Linked DNA regions of Mus musculus: region 1 is linked to region 2. The links are chromatin contacts, called in public Micro-C maps. All regions are on one chromosome and are shown on one strand. Each heading gives the region's core, a stretch centred on a gene start, on an enhancer-like site or on the middle of the called end of the contact. The rest is flanking DNA. Distances are from core to core; before and after follow the strand shown. Region 1 holds the start of Ptger3 (prostaglandin E receptor 3 (subtype EP3)). Region 2 holds the start of AI606473 (expressed sequence AI606473).

Region 1 (3,072 bases), core at 217-2,716, 3.2 Mb before region 2:
GTGTACACAGTACCCGGCTTCTTAGGGGGCTGCGGCATCTGTGCCTTCCTGACCCTCCCTGCAGACAGTAGCTACCTGAGAACCTTTAGTGCTGGCAACAGAAAGACAGTTTGCCAAGAAGGTTAGTTGCTGTGCGGCTGAAGCCATAGGACCTGCCTGGCTCCCAGGTGCCCAAACATCGCAGCGGGATTAGCAGGTTGAGCTAGAGTTGTCATCATACCTCCTCTTATAACGCAAGGGGCAAACATCAGTCTGCACTGGCTTGAGCAGCGTCTACCCACCTCTGTGCCTAGGCTGTTTGCATCTTCACAAGCGCCTGGCAAGTCTGGACCGACTTGACTAGCTCTTGTAAGCTCCGCAAGCGGCTTAGGCTCTTGGCTGGAGGCTGCAACCCGGGGCCGCATGAGCGGCAGGAATTCTGGGTGCTAGTCACTTTCAGAAAGTTTCCCTACATTTACGGCTCCCTACAAACGCCCCCACTCTACCAACTACTTACCAATAGCGGCGACCAACAGACGGACAGCACACACATGATCCCCATGAGCTGGATGGCCGTCTCCGTGGTGATTCTGCCCCACTGGGCGCTGGACTGCGAGACGGCGGCTTTGGCCCGACAGCGGGACACCAGGGCTTTGATGGTCGCCAGGTTGCAGGCAAAGGTCACCACCAGAGCCAGCAAGCCCAAGCAGGCGAAGGCGGAGGCAAAGGCCACGCTGCCCGGCTCGCGCGCAGGGTCTGTCTCGTTGCCCGCCGGCCCGGTGCTGATGAAGCACCACGTGCCCGGCCACTGCACGCTGTAGCGGCCCACGCCCAGCACCGGCAGCAGCGCGAAGGCGAGCACAGACAGCCACACGCCCAGCAGTACCGCGCGCGTGGCGCGAGTCTTCATGTGGCTGGCATACCAGTGCGGCGCACGGATGGCCAGGGCGCGCTCCACGGCCATGGCGCTGGCCACCAGGAGCGAGGATAGCCCGAACACTGTCATGGTTAGCCCGAAGAAGGTGCACAGACGCCCCGATGGGTCGAGCTGCTCCCAGCGTCGCTGTGACAGGTACACGAGGATGACCACCGGGCTGGTCAGGAGCTGCCCCACTAAGTCGGTGAGCGCCAGCCAGCCAATGCACAGCAGGAAAGACTTCTTGCGCTTGCTCTCGCGGCGCCGGTAGCTGCGCGACACGAGCAGCATGGCCAGCGCGTTGCCCACGAAGCCAGTGACCATCATGGTGATGGGAAAGGCCACGGACACGGAGCCGCAGTCGTCGGTAGTACTTGACAGGTTGCTGTGCGCTTCAGCAGAGTGCTCCGGCGCCCACATGCTAGCCATAGTGGCGGGGCCACGGTAGGGCGCACGGGGCCGGAGCCTCCCGGCTCAGCTGCGGGATAGCAGCAGAGTGCACTGGGGGACAGCCGGAGCCCAGGCTCTGCTCTCCATCGCCCGCCGCCTCCCGCGCTAGGCTGCGGGGACTGGACAGGCGCCGCCCGACGCCGCGCGAGGCTCCTCCCGCGCCTTGGAGCTCGAGGGGCGGTGCTGCGAGTAGGCAGGCGAAGGGCGGTGTGGGCTGGGATCACCTGGCGCCGCGCCCCCTAGGTCTGCCTCTCCAGCTCTGGGACTCTGTAAAGTGCTCATCAGCCTTTGGGTTACGTGACACTGGAGAAAAGACGAAATCTGACATGTTAGTAGCTGCGTGAATCGCAATGCTGATTTCTCCTCATGTTTGACTGTCATTGAATTTGTTTTATTTAATATATATATATAAATATATATATGTATATGTATCAATATCATATGTATATACATATGATACTCACATCTGGGAAAGAATAGGGATGAGTTTGTGTTTTAAGTCTTCCTGAAACTATTGCCTTATTTTACTTTGGACTAATTCCAAACTCATATTGGTAAAATACTTTTCTAGGATAATGTCAGTTTAAAAATCCAAAACCAAGTAAGCACACAGGTGAAAGTACATAGCAAATTCACATTTTCACTGAGTGACATTTCAGTATAATGATACATTTAAATTTTAAGAGTATTCTGGAATTCATACATCAAAGAAAATATGCCACCCTTTAGTTAGATCAAAAATTTTATATTTATTAATAACTAACTTGTTTACATTATCATCCCCCTATTTCCCACCCCGCTGTGTGTGTGTGTGTGTGTGTGTGAGAGAGAGAGAGAGAGAGAGAGAGAGAGAGAGAGAGAGAGAGAGAGAGAGAGAGAGAGAGAGAGTCCTTTCGTATTTACATTGAGGTCAGACTTCAACATGGAGTGTCTTCCACTGTGACTCCCGGCCTGGTATGGCCTCACACACCCAAGCCCAACAGCCAGGCTACTTTTACTCAGGTGTTGGGAATCCCAATTCAGGTCTTCCTTTGAGTGGTTAGCATTCTATTCATTAGGTCACTTCCCCCTGCCTAATGCTTACTGAGAAGGTCGACCATAAGAACATGTATTGGCAAAGATAGTTAATCAATCTCTCTCTCTCTCTCCCTCTCTCTCTCTCTCCCTCTCTCTCTCTCTTATTGGATATTTTCATTTACATTTCATGTTATCCCCTTTCCCGCCCCTCCCTGTAACACCCTATCACATCTCTCCCCCTGCTTCTAAGAGGGTGTTCCTCCACCCACCCACCCACTCCCACCTCCCCACCTTTGATTCCCCTACACTGGGGCATCTATCCAACCTTCATAGGACCAAGGACCTCTCCTTCCACTTGATACCATGACAAGACCATCCTCTGCTACATATGCAGCTGGAGCCATGTGTATTCCTTTGTTGACAGCTCTTAACAAAGTTTCAGAAACCCTTCTCTTCTTGAAGCATTTTTTTTTTCCCAGCCAGAGTTACCTACATTTTAGCTGTTCACCCTGCAAATAAGTAACTTTTAGATTCTCCTGGTTGTTTTCCTGTTGGTTCTTTTGCTAGCTGCCAAGAGTTGACTTAGTTCATTTGAAACGACACTCCCCTCTAGTGGCTAAACTGCTAACATGCACTATCTTGTATTAAAGAGAATTTCTTTAAAACATTTTTTTTTTTAATTCTTTAATCCCCCTCCTGGTCTGCCTTCT
Region 2 (3,141 bases), core at 41-2,540:
AAGACTGTAAGTAATTCTCCAAGCTAGACTCTAGTTTTAGTTCCTCATCCAGGGAGTCGGTCCAACGCCCGACCTGCTGGAGCCAGCATTCCGCACCAGTCTCTCTCTCTCTCTCTCTCTCTCTCTCTCTCTCTCTCTCTCTCTCTCTCTCTCTCTCTCATCTCTGATCAGAATCGTATGGAAAATACTTTATTATGTGGATTCCCTCACCCACTCCTGATTTTCGCTTTTGACGAAAATCAGCAGCAGAAGCCACAGAAGCAGCAGCAGCAACAACAACCACTATTTAGCTTTTCGGGCAGTCGGTCCAAACCTCCACCGTTCTATGCTTTACCAGAATACAGTCGATTCTTAAATCTCAGGTCCCTCATACTCCACGCTAAATTTAATGGAGATCTCCTGATGGGCATCGGCCAGAGGGTGCTAATATGAAAGTGTATGTAATGGCTGAAAAGGAGAGCCGAGATGGCGTATGTTCAAACGTCCTCTGTGTTTAAGGAGGAAAGGGGCAATCAAAGAAAACCTTTAATCCCTGCCCACCCCAATGCTCATTTTGTCCAGAGAAAGTGTGGTCAGCATTAGTTGCTGCTGGCCCCTCCACTACCCCTGATGGCTGGTCTGGGTTCTTCTTCTCCCGCTAAAATAAGACAAGGGAGTAAGATTGCTCTTCCTTGTGTTTCACTACATATATTTCTGTCTAACTAAGGTAACAAAAGCATGGTTTTGTTATAAGGCTTGAGAAACTGACTCCAGGATGTTCTTATATCACTTAAATTCCAAACGTTTCTCTTTTGCTTATCTAAAGGGACAAATAAATAAAAGTAATTAAAAAATAACTTCTTACAAAATTTTTCTTCTATAAACAAAGTGAGACCTCATAAACAAACAAACAAAAAACCTCACACTTTCCAATTCAGATAAAAATTATCTCTACCCTACTCACATTCAAACGTTCACACTTAAGCACGGGAATGTGGAGTGCGCAGCAGTCTATCTATGGCATACCGTTTGTCTAGAATTAAAGAAAATAAAAAAATCGTAACATACTTTCGTTTTTCTTGTATCCTTGATTTCAAATCTAGTCGCGAATCAAATCTAGTCCTTCGTTTGTCCCTTCATTATCTTAACGGGAAAACCTTTCGAAAATGTAGAGAGAACCATTGGTGCGCATTTAGGGAGACCTAAGACTTGGGAATCCAGAAGACCTCCGCTTTCCCTCCGTGAGCCGCTGAAAGAGCTGTAACCCGAATCTTTGTTTAGGTTTTGGCTGGGGAGCGAGAATTTAAAGACAACTCAGAGGCAGAAAGCTTATTCTTAAAAAGAAAAAAAAAAGGCAAGTTAACGGACATCCGCAATTCCCCCCCACCTTTAACACTGAACTCAGAGTAAGTTGTCTGGTGCAGATAAAGATCTTAACATGTAGAGAAGGCGGGTTTTTCATAAGGAGGTGAGGCTGTCCCTTCAGGAAAAGACTTTTCCCCCACACCCCCTCCTCTCTGCGAGGTTCCACCCTCTGGAAAACACAACTTTCCCTCTTTTCCTGGAGGGACAGGCCTTAGTGTGGCTGAGAGAGGAAGAACAGTGGGTCAGAGAGTGGTTACGGTCACTGTGGCCTTTTTGGAACAAGACACACTGGTGGCATCGCTGTTCTGCCTGTTAGCTTTCCTTGGCCTTTGGGGGCGGAGGAGGGGACACTGCGGACACCCACAGCCTCTGACCCTCTGGAGCTGGTATGTGACGAGCAGCGCCTGCGGGGCCATGTATTGGAAGAGCGATCAGATGTTTGTGTGTAAGCTGGAGGGAAAGGAAGTGCCGGAGCTGGCGGTTCCCCGCGAGAAGGTAAGCGAGCCTACACCGGGCGGGATCTGTTGAATAGGAGTTTCCTTGAGAGAAGAGAGTTGTCCGGCCCCTAAACCAGGCTGGGAAACTACCTGTCACTGCCTCGTCTCCAGACCTGACAATTTTTTTTATTACGTAGTAGCGTTAGGTAGTAATCACTCCGTCCCCTCCCCACGGGCTCACTTAACCTAAGGCATGGACACTCTAATTTGGGAGACGAAACCTGGAGCCTAAGACGCTCACGGGGCAACGTGAGTCCTGCTTGTATTCTACGTGACGGGCTGTTCGCGGCAGTCTGGGGCAGGGGCCGGGGGTCTAGGTGTTTGTCTCAGGGCACCAGATACCAATGGCTGCGCTCTGCTGAACGCTGGCTCTTGCCACGGATAAGGTGAATGTGGGGCTTGAGACCCGGCGGCGACAGACCTGGGGACTTGAGTCTTCCAGGGCCCGCCCGCTCTTAGAAAGGGACAAAAGAACGATTTCGTTGGAAATACCAAAAGGGCAAATTTCGCAGTACGAGGCGAGCCTAACGGGGAGACCTGGCAAGCTGTCACCTACTCCGGAGGCAAGACCCGTGGGTGCTCGCATTTTATGGTGGAACTCGGTTCCTAAACTGTTGGAGAGCAGGGCCGGGGTGGGGGTATCGGCTGGACATGGGCAGAGTAGTGCTGGCTTCGTGTTTGTCTGACGGTTGCGGGTAGCGTTTCTGTCTGGATGCTTTCTGTCCACGAAGACGCGCCCGGGAGCAGCTGCGCCGGGGCTACCCAGGCGTGCGGCCGCTGGCTCACCTGGAGCTTTCGGAAGACAGAGGAAAAGGAGACAAAGGGACGCAAAAGCGAGGGGTGTGGGCTGCTGGAATCCGCGGACCCACTCGCCCTAAACTAGACTTCTCAGAGAGATTGCATTCGTTTATAGAACAAAACTGAAAGTGCAGCCAGGGATTGGGGACACTTGAGCGACGCGTCCGCGTGCTCTAAAATATTCTGACCCGCATTGGGTGAGTTTTTTTTTTTTTTTAATGGAACAAATTAAATTCAGCTGGATATTTCCATTATTCGGCCCGCTTTTGCACTGGTTAAAACTAATCCTTTAGTAGCTAAAATGTTGACTTACTGAGCACTAAGTGGCAATTCACACCTTAAAGAAACCAGTGTAAATCGCTTACGGTTCTAATTGCTTCAAGTTTACCAAAGAGCTGCTGGCTCCGTTTAATCTGAAGCATTTTCATTCAAATTGTCGGAACAAACACCAGGCTTCTTAAATCCCACTGTAATTAGCTTTCAAGTATCCGATTAAACCTCT

The links. A called contact is a pair of places that touch in the nucleus more often than the background predicts.
Region 1: a contact with region 2 is called in a Micro-C map of embryonic stem cells, with 3 times the contacts expected there. The contact joins the promoter of Ptger3 here to the promoter of AI606473 in region 2. A contact is called at or near these places in 1 of 39 promoter capture datasets (cranial neural crest) and 1 of 484 Hi-C or Micro-C datasets (embryonic stem cells).

What each region holds. Positions count from the first base shown.
Region 1 is chr3:157,565,270-157,568,341 of GRCm38.p6, reverse strand. Ptger3 (prostaglandin E receptor 3 (subtype EP3)) reads right to left here and starts at 1,466. Exons shown (of 4, transcript NM_001359745.2): 1 at 497-1,466. The coding sequence starts at 1,324.
Region 2 is chr3:154,328,970-154,332,110 of GRCm38.p6, reverse strand. It overlaps AI606473 (expressed sequence AI606473), which reads right to left and starts at 1,290. Exons shown (of 3, transcript NR_040387.1): 1 at 1,048-1,290. Lhx8 (LIM homeobox protein 8) reads left to right here and starts at 1,551. Exons shown (of 9, transcript NM_010713.2): 1 at 1,551-1,839. The coding sequence starts at 1,759.